Regions from separate parts of the Mus musculus genome. Here regions 1, 2, 3, 4, 6 and 7 are each linked to region 5. The links are chromatin contacts, called in public HiChIP or PLAC-seq and promoter capture Hi-C maps. All regions are on one chromosome and are shown on one strand. Each heading gives the region's core, a stretch centred on a gene start, on an enhancer-like site or on the middle of the called end of the contact. The rest is flanking DNA. Distances are from core to core; before and after follow the strand shown.

Region 1 (2,700 bases), core at 146-2,645, 670 kb after region 5:
TAAATAAGGAAAATATCTAATAAAAAGATAAAAAAAGAAATAATTATCACCCCACTTAATATTTATCCATTAAAATATGAATATTTTGATGATTGTTTTTAAAAGATCACCCAGGGAGTGAAGGTGGAGGGAAGAGACTGGCAGAGCACTGAAGTTCTTCCTTGGTGAAGCTTTCAATTTTGAAATAGAACTTTTAAAAAGAAAAAAAAAGATTAAATTAATAAAGATGAAAAATTTAAAAGGCCATATAATAAATAGTAAATCCATCACACGTTCAAGTGTTTGAAAAGCTTACTAAATAGATTAGAAGATCTTCATAGAGGGTAAAAGAAATCACTAAGAGTTATGAATATAACTCAATGGTACATTTGATCAGAATGTGTAAGACCCTAGATCAACTCCCAACACACCCTCCCAAAAAAAGAAGTATTAAAAAAGAAAGAGTAAAGCACAAAAGCTTAGAAATAAGAGGCACAATTACATACGTGAAAGAAACTGAGAGTCGCAAAATGCCTTAAGTATTAATATTTCAAAATATATAGCATGCATATTCTATAAGTGACATGTAAAAATATCAAAAATCTAGAAACTCTAAGCATGAGTTCCTCTAGAGGATCTGGAAAGGATGATGTCAACACTGGAAGGTTTTATGACCAGACAGTTTCACAGTCGAGTGTTTAACTGTTCAAAATCGATGGCTAAAATGTAACCTGGATAACTCTGGGCCACAGAGAAACCTAAGTTCTGTAATACAATATTAGAATTATCAAAAATTAAATGAGAAAATAAATCACCCAACAAGAGTCTAGCAGTTAATCAAGAGTGGTAAGTAAAAGATAGCAGTTACATATTTGGGGTTACCTCAGATCAGAAAAATCTGTCACCATGGTTCATTATTACAACAATCTCCCGGGGATGTGTTTTTTTGGTTATAAACATCAAATAAACTAATTTAAAATGGTGATTCTCAACCTTCCTAATGCTGTGACCCCTTAATACAGTTCCTCATGTTGTGGTGACCCCCAACCACAAAATTATTTTCATTGCTAATCCATAACTGTAATTTGGCTACTGTTCTGAATCGTAATGTAAATATCTGATATGCAGGATATCTGATAAACAACCCCAGTGAAAAGGTCATGGCACCCACAAAGGGGTCACAACTCACAGGTTGAGAATCACTAATTTAATGCACTATATTATTACTCTGTGTGATTCTGTGGCCTGGATGAACTCAGATGAGGAATTCTCATCCATGTAGTGTTACTGTGTGACTTACATAATGGTCGCTGAATGGGACAAAACAGCTTCTTATCATTCATAGACTAGCCCAATCTTTCCTCCAACACTGTACAGGATTCTGAGTGCAGACCTCTTCCAAGAGCACCAGTTCTATTGTGCAATTGCTTATCCGGCTCTGATTGCATCATGCCTGCCCATGTCCAGTTGGCTAGAGTCAGATGCGTGTGTGAAATCGATGTGGGAAAGAAGAGCCCAAAGAGGCAGGAAACATATGCAAGTACAGTTGATTTAGTAACAGTCTACCACAATCAGCATACCATACATTTGATGCACTGTACAAGCAATTTGAAATGAACATCTAAAATAGGTGTGGGAGAGAAGAACAAACGCTTCTATTGAATCACAGGAAACCCCAAGGTTCAGTTCCTCTATGCCTTTAAAGCAACAACCTCTCAGCTTCGTATTAAACCAAAATAACAATAACTAGACTTGCCTCCATTGAAGCCAGGAGCCTGAAAATGAAGTTACAAGTATTATTAGTACTTGTTCTTGGAATCTAACAAATTCATTAAAATAGAATATGAAATAACAGTTGTGACCATTGAAATAAGATGTCTATGCTGAGAATGTAGTTATGTGCTTCGAGAACACTATGGTTAGGTTCTGCAGAGATGGCTCAATGGTTACGCGCATCGACTACTCTAAAGCCAAGTTCAGATCCCAGCACTTACGTAGCAGTTCACAGCCACCTGTATTTCCAGTGTCAGGTGATCTGATGCCATCTTATGACTTCTGTGGACACTAGGCACACATGTGGTGCATAATCACACATGCAAATGAGACACCCATACAGAAAAAAAATTTAAATAAAAAGGATAATTTTATCAGCATTTCAGGAATTAGATAAGGAACTTGAAATGTTCTCTTGTTGACAATCAGCACTTAGAAAGGAGAATGGGAAACATATTTTAATTACAATAAAGGTGATATTTTTATTAAAAATGATTTAACATGAAGGGCATGAAGTAGTAACAGCTTATCAAAGATCTAAGCCAAGATGGCGGGGGGTGGGGGGCGGCAGAAATAATTCAGTCTTGATTGCGAATGTATTACAAAAGACAATCTCACCAAAATCAAGACATAAATGTAACCAATTGCCATTGGGGAAGATAGAAATTAGATTAAGTTGTCTCAAAATATATGGGAGGATGAGGGCCTAAGAGTAACTAGGAGCTAAGTAATATAATAATAAGTAATAATAAATAATATTATAATAATAGCTATAAAATAATATAAATTAAATTCAAAGAACGCATATAGTGAAAACTTTCTCCCATCTGTGTCTCATATCTGCCCAGTTCTATCTCTTGCCTTACCAGAGATATGCTACCAGAAGTTTTTTTGTTTGTTTGTTTGTTTGTTTGTTTGTTTTTTGTTTTTGTTTGTTTGGGTTTTTTT
Region 2 (2,700 bases), core at 72-2,571, 800 kb before region 5:
TTGGAATGACCATTCTCAACACAGATCTACCTGAACAAGAATACCGTACCTTCTAAGTCAGCACCCACTCCTGGACTTCCATGGAGAACCCACCCCCACCTTCATCATCTTTTACTGCTATAGATGATTCTGGATGGGCCCAGAGATGAGATTCCCAGTGGATATATTCCTTGACACAAAGCCTGATAGAGAAGATAACCTGACAGAGAAGATAGAGCTGGGCCGTGGGCCGAGACATAACCCCTTCCAGTGCTAGACCAATGTTTGAAGGAACTAAACTAAGTGGCTCTAAGTGGTGGAGTTCATTGCTCTACACACACTGGGTGTTAAGTGGCTAGATAATGGAGGAGCCGTCCATACAGGTGAGGGAGGTGAATTGGTAGCTTGCTAGGGGAAGGAAGACATCAGGATCCCTCTCACCTGGAGAAGCTAGCTGCCTGACCCGAGCCAACCAACTGGGTGGATCAGAGAGAAGGCAGCCTAAGAGTCTGAAAGCTTCCTTCTGGCCCATTCACAGGGGAGGGCGTGGAGTTGTCTATATCCACAGGTCACATCACCTCTGTACCTGTCTCATTTTCCTTTGAGAAATGAATGGTTTCACTACCTCACAGCACATAGTAGGTGCGGGAAACAGGAGCTCAGAGAGTGGAGTAAGTGAACGCATGAACCAACCATTGCAAGGATGCCAAACTCTTTCACTTAAACCGCTGCTCCAAGTCATTGCACCTGCCCAGTTGTTACCCAAGGGCCCGGATGGTCCCTCAGGCGTCACCTTTTCAGCATCGGGAATCATCCAATCGCTTGCCTCCATAACAGTGGTGACTAGGCAGGCAGGTGGGGCTTGGCTCTTTCCCCTCCCGGATCCCAGGGCTTCTCAGTCTCTCCAATCCTAGGCCAAACGCTGGCGAGCGAAAGGCCCCTCCCCAAAGCCTGGCACCAGATGGTGCGGGCGACCGCGGCTCCCCCGCAGGCCCGAACGTGAGGGGTGGACCGTGCACCTGCAGGTCCTGCCGCGGCCACCTGCTACCCGGGCTCACAGGGCTTGGGGACCTGCTGCAGCGGCTCAGGAGGCCGATCCGGAGCCCCGGCCTCACCTCGCTCACCAGCCCCTGCCAGTCGCTCTCGGTCCGATCGCCGTCCATGTCCCCTCCTGCGTGCGCGGGCGGGCTGCACAACCGCCTCCCTTCTCCTCCTCCTGCTCCTGTCGCCGCCGCCGCCGCCGCCACCCCGGCCCCGCGCAGCCCGGAGAGGGCCAGGAACCTCCGAGCCTCCGCGCCGCCGCCTCCCGCGGCTGCCCGCGCCGCTGCCTCCACGTCAGCCTCCGCGGAGGAAGGGGAGGAGGAGCCGGGCCCCAACCACTGCCCTACAGTGGCTCGGGGCCGGTGCCAGCCGCGGCACCCCGGGGACCCCAGGCCACCAGCTGTGTCTCCTAGGGAAGGAAGGGACTCTGCATGTGAACCATCACATAACCCCAGACTCCAGCATTCCCAGGCCTGTGGTGAGGGAGGGAGGCTGGCGAACAGGTGGGTGTCATCCCCAGGTCGAGAAGCCAAACTCCTCCATCCAGCCATCCCCTGCCAGGTCAGGCCTCTACCATTGAAACTGAAGCTCCACCAAGGAAGGGCCCTTCTTTCCCCTGAGTACACATTGGAGCAACCTTGGCACGCAGTAGATGCTCTACATCTTTTGGTCGAGCGTATGAATGAAGCTCACCATACTGTACATACATTATACTGATTTTTAAAGCGACCAACATTTCTTTTTAAGTATCTGATGTCGTACTAGAACGCAAGTACAAAGTTTGAAAATAAAACTCTAAATTCTGAATAGGGCCAAAAAGCTTGGTGGTGGGATTTAGCATGAGTTAAGAGAGGAGCCAGCTGAAGATTGTGCTATTCAGGGCTCTGTGTAGAAGAGGAGGTGGAAAGGCTGCAAAGAGATGTCAGAGATGGTGGGTGACTTCGAGGAAACAGTTTGCAAGCACAACAGGGCTCATATGGACTCTCAAAACACACACAAGCCCAAGTCAGACACAAAAATGAGAAGAGACATGGCCGCAAAGTCTCACCCCTAACCAAGAAGCGACTTGCAACTGATAGCTTCTGGGAGAGGGAAAATCCGTTTTCTTAACAGAGTGATATTTCAAACACACGGCAAGGCAGGCCCCGTGTTCAGTCCTAGTCAGCCAACACAATAGAACGTCACGGATTTTTTTAAATGCTTTTGTTTGTTTTGGTTTTTATGAGAGAGAAAAAATAAGAAGTTGGGGGTGAAGAGAAGGGGCCTAGGAGGTCTTGAAGAAGAGGAAAGAATATAAGAATATTTAAAATATATTGTATAAAATTTTCAAAAAAAAAAACTTTCTAAAGATAATTCCATGAAACTTTCATGGGAAAGGAAGACTAGAGACCTCCAGAGGGAACCTCAGATGAATGCTATGTGATCCCCGCCCCCACATAGTTGCCAACAGAAAGCTTTCCATACTTGGGGAAACTCAGCTTGTATAAAGGAGTAGGTGGCCTGAGAAGTTGGTAAGTCCATTTGGCAGCTGTAGAAACCTCACGGCCACCATGGATTTACATTGTCAGTTCCTGCTGAGAGCGGGTCAGTTCTGTGACATGGAAGCTGGGTGCTGAAAAGTGGAGAAGCGGCCTTGGCCCCAGCATGCTACATGATGAGAATGGGAAAGGCCGAGCTCTG
Region 3 (2,700 bases), core at 45-2,544, 830 kb after region 5:
GTTTTTATTGGTGTCCTAGCCATTTTTAGAATTCGATCTTCCCTGTCAGCATTCTGTAATGAAATGTTCCGGGCTGGTTGTTCAGTTTACAGTGCTTTAGACAACAGCCCTTTTTTGTTATAACGGAATCAGAAAGACAGAATTTTAAAGTAGCTCAGTTTATTACTCTGTTTATTCAAAAACTTAGCCTGAGTTAAAGAGCTACGGTGGCTCTGTGACTCAGGTACACCTCTTGGCAACGGTCTCTTTCCATTCCCAAGTGTGCTGAAAATCACCGAAATGTCAGCCTATAGCAATTGGCACAGTTTTGAGCAAAAATACTTGGTAAGCAATTCCAAAGTCAGTGACAGGTAGGCAGAGGGATGGGGCGGCTTCAGGTCGCTCTTTGTCACTGGGGATCTCCTATGCAAACAAGCCTAGGTTGAACAGTACTCACTCTTTAAGTCTCATCTACTTCAGTAGTTAAGTGGCACCCAGCAAACTGTGCATGAGTGCTCAGTAAGGAACTTATACATCCTTTAGTGGAAAAGCAGATGTTAAAAGAATTCCTTCTCTTCTAGATGATTGAAATTAATTAAATTCTGTGGGGAAAAAAGTTCTTATGAAGAACTGAATTTAGCTAAGAAAGGAAGATTCAACAAAAATACAGAAGATGATAGGATTCAAACCGGTTTCATATCAGGTCTTTGAGGACGGATAAAAAGGAGCCACCGTAGGGGTTGAAAGACCAGCAGAGTATTTGGAGCAGAGGGAGCTAATACAAAACTTCTCATGTCCTGGTAATGAGAAGAAAAGCTGTTTGCAAGGAACCCAGACATCAAGTGGAAAGCCAATTCTTTCCCTCAAGTAACTCTGTCTTATGATAGGATGGTATTGTTTTAAAGATGCATTCAAAAGAGAATTGGTTTTACAAACAAAGCTATTTTAGACCAGCACAGCTGTCCACTCAGGTCGAGTAGTATTAGGACTGGACAGTTTCGTGCGCTTTTTTGCATTTCTTCCTTTGAATCTGGTCTCCTTGGAAACTTGATGTGTTGGGTTGCTTAGACTGGTTTTTTTGCTATTGAAAAATCCAAAGGCAGAGAGAATCTTATCCTGTTTTCCTGGCTGAGAGTTTTGTGTGGGTGTGTGCACTGCAGCTGTGCTGTGGGTTTCTTGGCATTCAGACAGGGCAGTTCTCCATGTAATGCATCGCAGAAGGAAGAAGCCTTCGTGTAACAAGGCTACTTTGACTGGATTAGGTTCAGCGGAAGGCCCCTAGGGCTGGGCTGCTGGCTGGTAGCCTCACTTGTTTGTCTCTGTGGCTCCAGCAGGCTCAGCCCATATACAGGTGTGAGGGTAGAGATGTGTCAGAAAGAGAACATAAGAGCTTTGTCTCAGTATAAAATTGCCACTTAGCAATACAGTTTTTAAAGGTTTTTATTAGTTAATTATACTTTGCTTGTTTTTTCTTTAAAGATCATTGAAAAGGGCAGTGTGAAAACATTGCATGCAAATGTGCATTTAGCATTTTCTATAATTTATGAGAATGCTCTTTTCCTAGAGCCTTTGTGCACAGATGGATCTGCAGCACTGCACCTACCACTTCCTCCTTGTCTTCAGCCCCGTTTGCCCTCTGCTGTGGTTTTCCCCAGTCGTCACATTAAGTGTAGACAGCATGCAGCTCTCCATTTCTCAAGCCTTCCGTTGGAACAGCTTACCCTTTACACAAGCAAGCCGAGAAAAGCCTCCAACTTAATTCTTATGGTCTCTTCTTGTTTATCCTTTTGCTCGTGGTTGTTGCTCTCAAAGTGCTATAGAGTAAGCTTCTATCTTTGTGTGCCTGTGTTCAGATCCAGTCTTTCCTAATGTGGTCCCTCTCTGACTTTCTGCCTCTTCCTAAAATACAATACAATACAGACCAAACACAGCTCAGCAAGATTACATCAGATCTTCAGAATTCTATGGCTTTTATTGTAGGCTTTAGTTGATGTAGTCAAGCCAGAGGACTTACCTAATTCATTCTCATTCACATCCTCTCTCTCTCTCTCTCTCTCTCTCTCTCTCTCTCTCTCTCTCTCTCACACACACACACATACACACACACACACACACACACACACACACACACACACTCATTTACCCCCTCCCATTTTTTAATGACTAGCATGATTTAAATGTTTCCTTCCCCCATCTTTCTTCATTTCTAAGTTGCCCCCCCCCCTGAATCTTTGCCCAGGGCACCTAGGTTTCACAGGGGTAAACAAGTTCCCCATCTGTTCTCTGCTGTATGCTGTAGTGCTTACAGTGGCCTGACTCTCACGGGGTGGTTCTCTGATTAGATGCATTAATGGGCTAGGTAAAGTGCCAATCAAGTCTATATCTAGTAAGGTGTTACACCCATGGAAATGGGTTGTTTCATCCTTTAAAAACTCTGTATTAATGCTTATTTTAGAATTAGTTTTACTGCAGTCTGTCTAATTGTTTTATGTCTTTTTTTCTGTTTTAGATTGTACACATTTGGGAAAACAGGGGTGGGCCTCACTATTTTCAGCTTACCATAGGATGCTAGATGCTATTTTACTACCACTTATTACATCTAATTGAAAACTTAATCTCCCATATGTAGATGTGTTCAGATCTTAGTTTTGAAAGCAGTGTGCTTTAAACTATACCTTCTTTTCTGTGTTACAGTTCACAATTGGACACTTGAGGATACCC
Region 4 (2,700 bases), core at 80-2,579, 780 kb after region 5:
TAGACTGCTATGATAGATAGACAGTCTTGGGTGACAAATACATAGGCAACATATCTTATCAAGAAGATTCAGATAAGCATATGAAGACACATTCCACATTATGCTTGTGTGAAATGCCAGTGAAAACAGTGAGCTATGTCATACCCTCAGTTTGGAAGACCACGAGCGCTGACGGTAGGAAGTGTTGACCAAGTGTGGAACACCAGGGACTCATACCCTGCTGGCAGTGGACAATGGTATAAATGGTGTTAGGAGGCAGTTTGGCCATTTCTTATAAAACTTACCAGTTTTCTGTGAAGTCCAGAGATTCCACTTGTTGGAAGAGTTGGATAATTACAAAAACCTACACATAGCTTTGTTCTTGATAGTAAAGCTTAGCAGCCAAGATGTCTACCAGCAGAGAATGGACAGATAAACTAGGTGGTTCATCCAGACAATGAGATATTATTTAGCATAAAAGGAAATGAACCAGTATAAAGAAACATGATTCTTTGTTCCTGCGAGTGTGTGTGTGTGTGTGTGTGTGTGTGTGTGTGTGTGTGTGCAAGTATGTACGTGAGTTAATGTGGGTGCTGTGGAGGCCTGAGGTGGATGTCAGAGTCTTTCAGTCACTCTTACATTTTGATACAAGGTTGTCATGAACCCGGAGCTTTCATGTACCACTGTGTTGGCTGTCCAGCAAGTCCAGGGTCTTCCTGTGTCTGTCTGACTAGTTGGGATCATAGGTGCAGCCTTCTGCTGGGCCTAGACTTTTATTTTTAAAACAGGGTACTTAGTTCTTATTTATGTAGCATACTCATTGACTGAGCTGTGTCACTGGTTTTCTAGTCAAATGGAGCCTAACTTTAAAGGTTGTGTAGTAAGGATCTAAACTATGATAGAAGACAAAACTAAGAAGATCACTATTTGCCAGGAGTTGGGAGTGAGGCATGAACAGGCAGAACACAGGGTTGGGAGGCAGTCCTACTACCCTCTGTGATATTTTAAGTGTGGCTGCGTGTTTCAGTGACTTAAGCAGACCCATAAAGTGTACAACAATAAAAGTGAGCTTTATAAAGTAAAGCCTTTGGGTGGTTACATGTCACAGTGTGTATGTTCATCAATGACATGTGGACAATTGTAAAACAAAGTTGTCTGGAGTGAGGATTTGTACTCCACCAGATAACTGAGTTCTCAACAAGTTTCTCCTTTGACACTTTTCTGTGTCACTTCCACCCTAACCATAAGCCACCTTAGTGTGCAGATGGAACTCGGTGTGGGCAGGTGTCTCACTTGAGCCAGTAGTCCCCTCAGAACCCTAGGCTTGGTGTTTTTGATCTTCACTGACGATAGCCCAGGCTGTCTCTGCAGAGTCACTTCCTGTTACGGCACCACCTTCAGTTGATAGTGGTTTCTTCCTCTAAACTGGGCAGTAAGATTAGCTTATTGGAGAACCATGCTTTGTTGCATGAGCCTGCCCTGCACAGTGTTGTTGCTTAATGTCCTTGCCCTGCCTCCCATCCACAGTCCACAAGAAGCTGTGGGGAGAGTTTGAGAAGAGGGGAGCAGAAAAGACCAGAGCACTGCTGGTTGACACCCTGCTAGCGGGTTTTATTATTTGTGGGTTCCAGAGTGCATCTTATTTCCTTCCTGAACTTACTTTTATTGTCCCTTTAAAGTATCTCTTTCATAGGTCACAGCAGAGACAACTGTGGACGTGTCAACTCAAGCACATCATTTATTATGCATCTTATAGTGATATTATAGGTGGAGTATGGGTCAGAACAGTCTCTGTCCTTGACCTCACAGAGTTTCTTTATCGTTACCTTCGCTACTAAAGGAGCCCTGGGAAGGCTGTGCTTAGCATTTTAAAGTTGCAGTTGGATATTTTTGCATTGTGTATTGTTTATTTTGTTCAGTAAGTAAATAATAATATCTGAGAGTGAATAGACTTCATGTTAAGCCTTAGATGAACATGAAACAATTGAGCAAAGTACAGAATCATGAAATTTGTACTGCCTGTTTAGATTTACCCTCGACCATAAAGGGGTGAGAAGTTGTCAGTTGATACACTTAGCTTTCTAGTCCCCTGAGTAATTTCTTAAAAGACTTCTCCAAACATTTATATTTAAAAGCCAATTAATAAGTAATTCAGTAAACAAATAATTTTGAGCATTTCTGTGAGTCAGATCCTGTTCTAGGTAGTGTGGAGAGGACTGATCAAAACAAAGCCTGTGATTTCATGACTGCATCTCAGTGTGGGAGTTAGTGAGGAGAGAAAGGCACAGTGCTGCACACTGTGACAGGGAATGTGGAGAGCATGGAGCCAGCAGAGAACACAGGCCAGGCTGGTAACCTGGGAAGTGCTGCACACTGTGACAGGGGCTATGGAGAGCATGGAGCCAGCAGAGAGCACAGGCGAGGCTGGGTAGCCTGGGGTGAAGGGAGTTGGTCAGCCATGGTATGTCAGGGAGAAAGCCTAGTGCTGGCAGAGGAAACTGCAAACATGAGCTTCTTTGCCAGTGAAGACTTTATGTATTATTTTTTGCTTTATTCAGAATAGTCTTTAGATCTTTCTACAAGCAGGTCTTTTCTCTGAATGTTAACAACGCCTATTTAGTCAAGATGAAATAAATAACCACAATTTCTTATGTATACTTTATAATATGATAGACATTTCATATTTCCATTATCACTGTATTTAATGTAACTATTTGCCAC
Region 5 (2,700 bases), core at 46-2,545:
GAGGAGCAGCCATCTTACTGCACAGTCATTTGTCTTCCTCCCTGTACTTCGGTTGCCCGTGGGACTGCATCAGTCATCGGCAACAGGCGGCATCCGGGATTAGTTATCGTTTCATGTATTTGTTCCGTGGTAGGATCCTGGAGTGCAGAGGTCATGTCTCATTCATCTCGTGTCCCCCTTAGCACTTTGCCTGCTGTTCGGGGGGCCTAGCCAGATAGTCCATAAATCTGCTGACAGATTGAACGACTGATTTATATGCTGCTAGAGTCAGAGGTAGATGGAATCTTGATTCGACTACAAAACTACAGAGGAAAAGACCTGTGTTCACCACATCATTTCTGAGAGATTGCAGATCTTCTCTGGACTAAATAATGTTGCTGGGGTCAAGATAAATACCTTCTGTGCAGCCCAGACTCGCTACTGGTGTCATTTCTATTTCTAAGGGATTGAGCGAAGGCCCAAGGAATGTTGGTCTTAGCTGCCCAGCCCCCTGAGGAGATCATATCTTCTGACTCAGGCTCTGTAAAGGAGAACAGGTGCAGAGGTGGGGGAAAGCAATCCCCACAAGCATGGCGGGATGAGGGAACAGGTGTCAGTCTTCAGAGGCTGTGCCCCAGGCAAAGAGCCAGAGCCCTAGGGACCTGCCACTGACTCTGTGCTGTTCCTAGATTTTAATAGTTTTTGTTTGCAGCCCTCGATTAGTTTTGGGAATCCCTGTCTACTTTCTGAAACCCCTGTATAATTCCCCCCATAACCCAGCACACACAATATGGAGAGCAAAGAGGACAAGGGATCAAAGTTAGATCACTTACTGTGCTCAAACACCCTCCAGGAAAGGCTGTCTTGGGTCAGAAGACTCAGTGACTAATTTTGCAAATACCTTGCAAACCATTCGAACCAGGTGATTTGCTCCTTTGTGGCTCATGCCCACACACAGCTTTCAAAGAGGGAGGCCCAGTCTTTCAGAGGCTTCTAGCCTCACCAGTCACCAAATGTCACATTAATGAGGGGGAAGGGTAAGAAAGAGTTGTTGGGAACAGAAGAGTAAGACAGAAGGTGGTAATTGGAGCAGAGAAGGAAGGACCCAGACCCGGGGCCAGTAAGAGGTCAAAAAGAGGGCACGAGAAAGGAGTGTAGCCAAATACAAGTCAGCACAAGCCACCAGTGTCTCGGCCTCCACGATGGCAGCCGGAGGGCGAGGAGGCGGGTCTTGGTTTGAGGCCCCGCCTTATGCCGCGCCCTTCCTCGGATGACCCCGCCCCACTAAGAGGCGCCCAGGCCCCGCCTCCGAGCTCAGAGGCTCCTCCCTGCACTCCGATCCCGGAAGCGAGCTCTGCTCCGCCTCTTCCGAGCTGGGTCGCGACCTTGAGGCCGGGAATCGAGTTTCCAAACGTGCGGGGGCCTTCGCCGGCTCTGCTGCCCCCTTTCTCTCCATGGCAGCGGCCCGGAACCTGCGCACCGCGCTCATATTCGGAGGCTTCATCTCCATGGTCGGCGCCGCCTTCTATCCCATCTACTTCCGGCCCCTTATGCGGCTGGAGGAATACCGTGAGTGACCTCTGACCCCGCGCAGTGGCTGCTCCCAGCGCTACCCCGAAGCCCTTAAGCCCCTACCCTATCTGTTCAAGGAGTGCTGAGGAAGGATGTGGACTTGGGAGTGAGGCTACCCGGGTTCCAGGCTCGCCCAGTGCAGCCCGGTGACCACGGACAAGGGGCCCCACCTCTGACCTTCAATGTTGAGGCTCTACATATCTTTTGCAGGATCAGCAACAAAACTGTGAGCATCTTAGGGGTCACAGAGGTGATGTGTATGAAAGCAGCCTACACACAGCAGGTCAACACTAACACTAGTTCACACACAGTATATACTGATATACTGAAGATTTAATGTTTTGGGTTAAGCATATACCGAGTCGTTGAATTTGCACGGGCTTCCCTTGGGGTAGATGCTACCCATTTTACAGATGGAGGTCACACAGCTAGTAAGTGGTGAGGGAAATGTTCCAACCCAGGCGTCTGTCCGCAGAGCCCCGCTCCATCCACCCAGGCTGAGATGGTGCTATAGTGGAGAGCTTTGATCATTCTGAGTTGAAAGGTGTTTTTATGGTGCATCATTGCCAATCCCTAAGATGTCTTGGAGCGGAAATATTTCAAAGCTAAACTGTTAACCTGGGTTCTGAGTTTTTCCTCAAATCGTTTTTTTTTTTTTTAGATTCTGCTGGTTTCCTTCATTTTTAAGCTGGCTGCTCACATGACAATGGCGAGTGTCCGGGGAGTCATTTTCCTCCTTAATCATTCAGGTCCTATCATTCTAAAAGCCACACTCCTTCCTGGAGACCTATACCTCAGCAAGGATTAGCACTTTGATACATCTGAAACCATCTGTCAGCGAGGAGAGATGAGGCATTAGAGGATCATTTTGTTCTCCAGGAAACCTGAATCATCTTGAAGATGGAAGAGGGCCAGCCCAGCCCCCGGGGAATATTAGCTGAGGCTGAAGCTTGGCGATTTCAAGCCTCATGTAAATGTTCTGACCATCTCCAGCGCCATAACACTTGGTTTCTGGAGGCAAAGCATTTTAAAGTACACACATGAATCCCCTGACAGCTTCTTTTCATCAGCTCAGACTAAGATGGTCTCTGTGCTTCCTGCCTTCAAGCCTTCCTGCATGCGCCACGTGTGGAAGGAATGTGGGCTTGT
Region 6 (2,785 bases), core at 120-2,619, 750 kb after region 5:
CTTGCTGCTATGTTTGTAAAAATATGTATATTATTGAAAGTAGCTTATGGGCTGTCCCTTCCTTCCTTCCTTGCTTCCTTGCTTCCTTGCTTTCTTGCTTTCTTGCTTTCTTGCTTTCTTTTTTTTTTTTTTTTGATGGGGTCTTTCTGTGTAGCTCAGACTGGCCTCTAATGTCTTACTTAACCTCTCAAGCGTTAGGATTACAGGTGGGTTGTATAACAGGGCATCTTGTGGTATAAATATGTCTTGAAAATAACTTAAAATTATTTTTTCCTAGGATTAAGTTTTTGAGATTTTAATTCAGTATTTTAGACTAGGGGTTTGATCTTTTGATTTTCATCATTTAAGAGCAGAAAGGGGCTCTTGGGTAAAGAAGAGGATTAATAGGAGAGGGATTGGGGACCTGAGGTGGGAGAATCAAGAACAAAGTATATATGGAAATGTCACAGTGAAACTTACTACTTTATATGCCACCTAAACACTTAATATGAATAGATGTCAACGTTTGTGGTTATGATGTTTGGAGTTATGTCTTTTGGTGTTGTATTTATACCTCAAAAATTTCCTGTGTATTTATCAGAGGTACATGTCTACTCCTGCTGGTCTGTTCTCCTGTAGGCTGACTCCTGCATCCTGGCAATATCTTATTGTGTGTTTCTTCCAGGTTTAGATTCTGTCCTCTTTCCTGGCACTTACTCTTGTTCTTTGTCTAGCCCTTCAGTGGCTCTCTGCTGCCTGTTTTCTGGTGGTTTAACTAGTTTCTAGGATGGGCGCTTTTTCACATTGCATTTTGATTGACTTATCAACCTAATAGGCCAGTAAGTTTTTCAATTATTTTATGATTTAGAAATTATGTATTATTTTAGTTAATGGACTTAATTGTGTTGAATGCTGAACTCTCTAGACTTTGGATTATGATATCTACTTGTACCCTAAAAGCCTGTTAATATTCCGTAGAGTTCATGGTTGATTTTATGATGTAAGGGCATTCACTGACTTTTTCCCTTTCTGGAGAGGAGTGGATAACTTTGTAGAAGGATTATGTAATCCACTCAGTAGACCTGAGCTATTTTATTAATTTTTTTTTAATCTGCTGGTTTATTCACAGAATATGTATTGAGGGCTTTCTCTGTCCTGAGTGACTTGCAGTGGCTTTAATTTAGGTTTGAGTACACTGACTATATTTAGTAGTTTTTAAAGGATCATGTTTAATCTTCCCTAAAAACAGGAGATGTGAGGAAATGGGATGCTTAAACCTTTAGTTTAGTATAATGCTCACTATCTCATAGATAGTGATGAGATAAACCCTGCGTGGACTCACTCCTGTTTCACATGGTAGGAACTTCCTAGTACACTTGCCCTGCCTTCTGTCACTATAAGAACAGTTAAGGTTCAGCTTTGTGGACTGATTTAGGCAGGATCTCAAAAGCTGTCTGAGATTGCTTTAGTCCTCATGCTCATATCCTGATCATTGTCTGTAAATACTGTGGATTCTAACCTCTGTGGCCACTTGGGCTTCTCTGCTTTTCTTTGCTGTCCTCTAGTTCGGGCCATCATTACCTCTTCCTTCAGGGGCTCTTCTAGCAGCTTCCTCTTTGTTACAGCCCAGTCTCTCAGATCCTGTAACACTATGTAGAGATCTCTGTGCGCCTTCCTGCTTTAGTGGCTTGTTTTCCTAACTGCAGAATAGAAACACCATACTCTAAATCACAGCATGGTCTGGCCTGTTTTTGCTTTCCTTGATGTGTTTTGTCATGTTGGCTTCCTCTCTGCTGCATGAATATGACAAACTTGTTCGTTCATTTGGGCCTTGACGCTTCTCAGTTTCTGTCTCGAGTTTCCCTCCTTAACTTTTGGCACGGCTGGCTGTTTCTTGACTTTTTTTTCTCCCCTCAGGACTTTTTTGATGATTTCACATAGGAACAGTCTTCATTCTTGTTTGCTTCAGTAATCATAGAACTGATTTAATTCCTTTATAATGTTTTCAACCAGATATTAAGTTTTAATGCATCTGTGTTGTGTTGTCTGTTCTCAGCCATGTGAATTGGAGCTGTGGAAGGAGTGGGCCCAAGCCGTTCTTGATCATGCAGTGTGGAGATTGTGCTACTATCTTCTGTACTCTTCTGAAAACTTTTTGGATAATAAACATCTTATTTCACACATTATGTGCATAAACTTTTTACTGTATTTTATTTTTTCTCTCTGAGTATCCATGAATGTTATAGTACAAAAGAATATTTTTTACCCATGCATGTTTTTAACTGATTTAAAACATATCTTATGGTTTTGAAAATAAATGATATGTTGTTTCAATTTCCATTTTTTAATCAGATAGTCTTTCTTTCTCTGAACTTAGAAATGGAAAGTATGGCAAACAGTAAAACAAATTTCTCTTACCAGAATAACCATTTTAGGATTATTTTTATGTGCAGCATGTATTGTTTTATGTAAATGTGTTATGGTGTGAATGAATCCCTGTCCCCAGCTTACACAGAGGGGACCTTAGCTTCTCGGGGGAGGGTTAGGGTTGCTCCTCTGGGAGGGGACCAGGACACAGCATCCTCCCCTACAGGGAATAGGTACTCTATAGAAGATGATTCTGAAGGCTAATCAGACCCCTTTGCTCTTCTGTTATGGGAGGACGTAACAAAAGAGTGCCCTCACCATAGGTGGCCCCACGTGTTGAGGATTTTGGCCTTTAGAATTGTGACCAGTAATTTCTGTTGTGAAGCAACTCAAAGGTATTTCTGTCATAGGATCTGAATGAATGAATATGAAATAGGAA
Region 7 (2,798 bases), core at 134-2,633, 540 kb after region 5:
AAAAATATGTATACACACAAAACCAAAATTAATCCGTAAGTATTTTGGTGATATTATTCTAATGTGTATTCTAATTATTCTATTATTCTAATGTGTATTCTAATGTATAATTACACCTTAGGGCGTTTGCTGACCTACTATTGGCCTTTGGATTAACGTTCAATTAGTTAAATCAGTTACTTCTAATTATAACTATGTTTCATATATTTCCTTGAGGACACAAACTGTATTTTATTAAATATTTGTGCTCACACAGTTCCTTGTATGTAAATGCTCGATAAACTGAAAGTTGGACCATGTCTAAAAGATGGAATGAATGCATAGAAATCTAGATGGTAGATTTCTTAAAGACAAGGACAGTCAGGATCTTAGTCATTTTAAAATTAAGAATACTAAAAAAAAAAGTATTAGTAATTGTTGTTGGTTAATTTGTATGTGAAAGGAGACTAATACCAGGATATGATTGTAGATTCTAGAACAGCAGTTCCCAAGAACCACCCTTTCACAGGACTTGCTTAAGACCATTGAAAAAGGGCTGGAGAGATGGCTCAGTGGTCAAGAGCACTAACTGCTCTTCCAGAGGTCCTGAGTTCAATTCCCAGCAACCACATGGTGACTCAAAACCATCTATAACCATATGACAGTGTACTCATATACATTAAATAAATAAACTCTTAAAAAAGACTTCCTTTAAAAAAAGACCATTGAAAAACACATATATTTATATGTGTTTCATAACAATAGCAACATTACAGTTATGAAGAAGCTGCAAAAAAATTATGATTAGGGTTCACCACAACATGAGGAACTGTATTAAAGTGTGGCTGCATTAGGAAGATTGAGAACCACTGCTGTATAAAGCCTAGAGAATAGAAACAGTCGCAAAGGAAACAAGCGTGCAACTTCATGAATTGCTTCTTACCTCAGCCAACTATCAAAACATCCTGCCAATTGGTGTAAATTGAATTCTGCAATTTAAATACATCGCTTAAGTGCAACAGCTAGTATCAGAGCCCATAATTTTGGGGTGTAACCAGCAGCAATTGTGTTCACAGGCGTGTTCTGCAGAGATTGACTGGTGGAAGAGTTAAGAATCTCTATAATACAGAGTCTATATAGTAAATTTCAACACACACACACACACACACACACACACACACACACACACACACACACCACCTCGTTCTCGGTTCTTTTTTGCACATCTGAAACTTTGTGGCTGCGGAAGAACAAGCTTTTGTTCTGTGTTTTCGATCAGACTGGGTAGGAACAATGAAATCTACTTCCCGGCCCTGGTCTCTTTCCGCCCTCGGAACGCATGTGCGAGGTCTTTCAGATGCGGAGGGGACCAGAGAGGGACGGACGCACGGCCCAGCAGTTGCCTGGCAACGCCCGCTGGAGGAGTCCCGCCGAAAAAAGGTCCGGGAGAAGTGTCAGCGGCCAGGAGTGGGACCCTGCAGCGCATTCTTTCCTTGCCGGCGGCCGTCCCCGCGGCTGGCGGGTTAGGGCAGGGGAAATGTTGCAGGAGGAGTCGGACCTGTCCCTCATCATTGCCCAGATCGTCCAGAAACTCAAGGGCTCCAATTTGTATGCTCAGCTGGAACGGCAGGCCTGGGTAAGCGGGGCTGATGGGAAGCTATGGAGACCGGCAGGCCGCAGGATGACCTGCCTGCTACACTGCCTTCACCCAGGCCAGAGCTTTTTGCTCTCTCCACCCCTTTCTGCTGTTTTAAACCCCTCCCTGAGCCTTGCACCTTGTTTGCTCAGACCCAGGAGTGAGGCAATTGTATTTTTTTAAAGATGGGTGGGGCTCATCACGCCCTTCTTCAGGCCAGAGAATGGCCAAGGCTTCTCCCGTTTATTCTTGTAGTCGTTTAAGGGACCTATTTTTTATTTTTTAGATGTTGGACTCACGAGCAGCATGCCTTCCTTCTTTTTTACTTTCTCGTGGATGGATTGGGATCCCATGTGCTTTATTCTAATGTGTCACTTTGTTGCACTTTGCTCTCCCTACAGTGATTTTTTTTTTAATGTGCCCACCTAGCGTTTATTGAATTCATTTAAACAGACTCGGCCCTGCGAGTAGACAGAATAACCAGTAGAGCTTTACTGTATGAGAATGTAGTGTGAATGGAATCCTACAGTACCAAAACTTTTGTGGATGCTTCTGTCCCCGTTAGGATTTTGAGATCCATCCAAACTTGGTATTTTAGTACTTCTGTTCCCATTAGTTTCTCTAGTTAGTACTTACCTGGTGGATATTTAGGTTGTTTAGAGATTATGGATAATGCCAATATGTATATTCTGTGACTTTATCTTTATCCCATGGATTGTCCAGAAAATGTATTGTTTAGTTTTCAAATTTGGGGAGATCTTTCCAGTTTCTTCCTTTTGTTGATTTCAAGTTTAACTCCAGGATGGATAAAATTTATATTATGTTAATTCTTTAAATTTTGTTGGAGTATTTTTTTATTTTTAAGATTCGTAATTTGTTTTCTCTTGTTGAACATCCTTTGTGTACTTAGTAAACATCTTTTTTTTTTTTATAATTTAGAAATGTCAGTTAAGTAGGTTGAAAGTTTTGTTTAAGTGTATCTTTACTGAGTGTGGTATGTGATGATTAATCTTGTTTGTTGACTTAAAACACCTGAGAAGAGGAAACCTTAATTGAGAAATTGATCTCCTAAGCTGCCTCTGTGGACATATGCACGGGGCATTTTCGTGATTCCTAACTGAAACAGGATGGCTGAGCCCACTGTGGGTGGTACCATCCCTAAGCAGGCAAGCCTAGGCTATAT

Evidence for each region. Promoter capture Hi-C pulls out the DNA fragments that hold promoters and counts their contacts. HiChIP or PLAC-seq counts read pairs in DNA pulled down with a chosen protein or histone mark.
Region 1: a contact with region 5 is called in a promoter capture Hi-C map of neutrophils, with 4 times the contacts expected there. The contact joins the enhancer-like site here to the promoter of Smim20 in region 5. A contact is called at or near these places in 3 of 39 promoter capture datasets (embryonic stem cells, neutrophils and stem cell-derived epiblast-like cells), 3 of 115 datasets of contacts at active chromatin or transcription factors (all in embryonic stem cells) and 2 of 9 other capture datasets (adipose tissue and liver).
Region 2: a promoter capture Hi-C map of liver shows a contact between it and region 5, with 4 times the contacts expected there. The contact joins the promoter of Ccdc149 here to the promoter of Smim20 in region 5. A contact is called at or near these places in 2 of 39 promoter capture datasets (both in liver).
Region 3: a contact with region 5 is called in a promoter capture Hi-C map of hematopoietic stem and progenitor cells, with 3 times the contacts expected there. The contact joins the enhancer-like site here to the promoter of Smim20 in region 5. A contact is called at or near these places in 19 of 39 promoter capture datasets (the 3T3-L1 cell line, the C10 cell line, the HPC-7 cell line and 12 more), 4 of 484 Hi-C or Micro-C datasets (CD8 T cells, adipose-derived mesenchymal stem cells, muscle stem cells and 1 more), 6 of 115 datasets of contacts at active chromatin or transcription factors (the 230-238 cell line, bone marrow-derived macrophages, embryonic stem cells and 2 more) and 3 of 9 other capture datasets (embryonic stem cells, liver and macrophages).
Region 4: a contact with region 5 is called in an H3K4me3 HiChIP or PLAC-seq map of bone marrow-derived macrophages, with 4 times the contacts expected there. The contact joins the enhancer-like site here to the promoter of Smim20 in region 5. A contact is called at or near these places in 5 of 39 promoter capture datasets (the 3T3-L1 cell line, the C10 cell line, liver and 2 more), 2 of 115 datasets of contacts at active chromatin or transcription factors (bone marrow-derived macrophages and embryonic stem cells) and 2 of 9 other capture datasets (adipose tissue and embryonic stem cells).
Region 6: a contact with region 5 is called in an H3K4me3 HiChIP or PLAC-seq map of bone marrow-derived macrophages, with 3 times the contacts expected there. The contact joins the enhancer-like site here to the promoter of Smim20 in region 5. A contact is called at or near these places in 4 of 39 promoter capture datasets (the 3T3-L1 cell line, the C10 cell line, cranial neural crest and 1 more), 3 of 484 Hi-C or Micro-C datasets (B cells, LSK cells and cardiomyocytes), 5 of 115 datasets of contacts at active chromatin or transcription factors (bone marrow-derived macrophages, embryonic stem cells, large pre-B cells and 1 more) and 2 of 9 other capture datasets (embryonic stem cells and macrophages).
Region 7: a contact with region 5 is called in an H3K4me3 HiChIP or PLAC-seq map of bone marrow-derived macrophages, with 4 times the contacts expected there. The contact joins the promoter of Tbc1d19 here to the promoter of Smim20 in region 5. A contact is called at or near these places in 3 of 39 promoter capture datasets (the 3T3-L1 cell line, embryonic stem cells and hippocampal neurons), 4 of 484 Hi-C or Micro-C datasets (bone marrow-derived macrophages, embryonic stem cells, macrophages and 1 more), 6 of 115 datasets of contacts at active chromatin or transcription factors (bone marrow-derived macrophages, embryonic stem cells and large pre-B cells) and 4 of 9 other capture datasets (adipose tissue, embryonic stem cells, liver and 1 more).

What each region holds. Positions count from the first base shown.
Region 1 is chr5:53,935,961-53,938,660 of GRCm38.p6, forward strand. All of the region lies in intron 2 of Gm40305 (a long non-coding RNA gene), which reads left to right. Among named protein-coding and RNA genes, the nearest start is that of Gm40305, 9.7 kb to the left of the region's middle. Within about 2 kb of position 1,396, at least 44 of the 459 cell types and tissues checked have an H3K27ac peak or open chromatin away from gene starts, as enhancers often do. A contact at or near this core is called in adipose tissue and neutrophils, where this site is marked.
Region 2 is chr5:52,470,257-52,472,956 of GRCm38.p6, forward strand. It overlaps Ccdc149 (coiled-coil domain containing 149), which reads right to left and starts at 1,322. Exons shown (of 13, transcript NM_001379231.1): 1 at 1,095-1,322. The coding sequence starts at 1,142.
Region 3 is chr5:54,099,902-54,102,601 of GRCm38.p6, forward strand. It overlaps Stim2 (stromal interaction molecule 2), which reads left to right. Exons shown (of 12, transcript NM_001081103.2): 4 at 2,674-2,700. Among named protein-coding and RNA genes, the nearest start is that of Stim2, 100 kb to the left of the region's middle. Within about 2 kb of position 1,295, at least 162 of the 459 cell types and tissues checked have an H3K27ac peak or open chromatin away from gene starts, as enhancers often do. A contact at or near this core is called in CD8 T cells, the HPC-7 cell line, bone marrow-derived macrophages and 7 more, where this site is marked.
Region 4 is chr5:54,044,357-54,047,056 of GRCm38.p6, forward strand. The region is part of intron 1 of Stim2 (stromal interaction molecule 2); the gene reads left to right. Among named protein-coding and RNA genes, the nearest start is that of Stim2, 47 kb to the left of the region's middle. Within about 2 kb of position 1,330, at least 106 of the 459 cell types and tissues checked have an H3K27ac peak or open chromatin away from gene starts, as enhancers often do. A contact at or near this core is called in adipose tissue and bone marrow-derived macrophages, where this site is marked.
Region 5 is chr5:53,265,811-53,268,510 of GRCm38.p6, forward strand. Smim20 (small integral membrane protein 20) reads left to right here and starts at 1,296. Exons shown (of 3, transcript NM_001145433.1): 1 at 1,296-1,548. The coding sequence starts at 1,434. Gm40303 (a long non-coding RNA gene) reads right to left here and starts at 1,317. Exons shown (of 2, transcript XR_868423.2): 1 at 1-1,317.
Region 6 is chr5:54,018,117-54,020,901 of GRCm38.p6, forward strand. The region is part of intron 1 of Stim2 (stromal interaction molecule 2); the gene reads left to right. Among named protein-coding and RNA genes, the nearest start is that of Stim2, 21 kb to the left of the region's middle. Within about 2 kb of position 1,370, at least 56 of the 459 cell types and tissues checked have an H3K27ac peak or open chromatin away from gene starts, as enhancers often do. A contact at or near this core is called in B cells and bone marrow-derived macrophages, where this site is marked.
Region 7 is chr5:53,808,244-53,811,041 of GRCm38.p6, forward strand. It overlaps Tbc1d19 (TBC1 domain family, member 19), which reads left to right and starts at 1,384. Exons shown (of 21, transcript NM_144517.4): 1 at 1,384-1,615. The coding sequence starts at 1,517.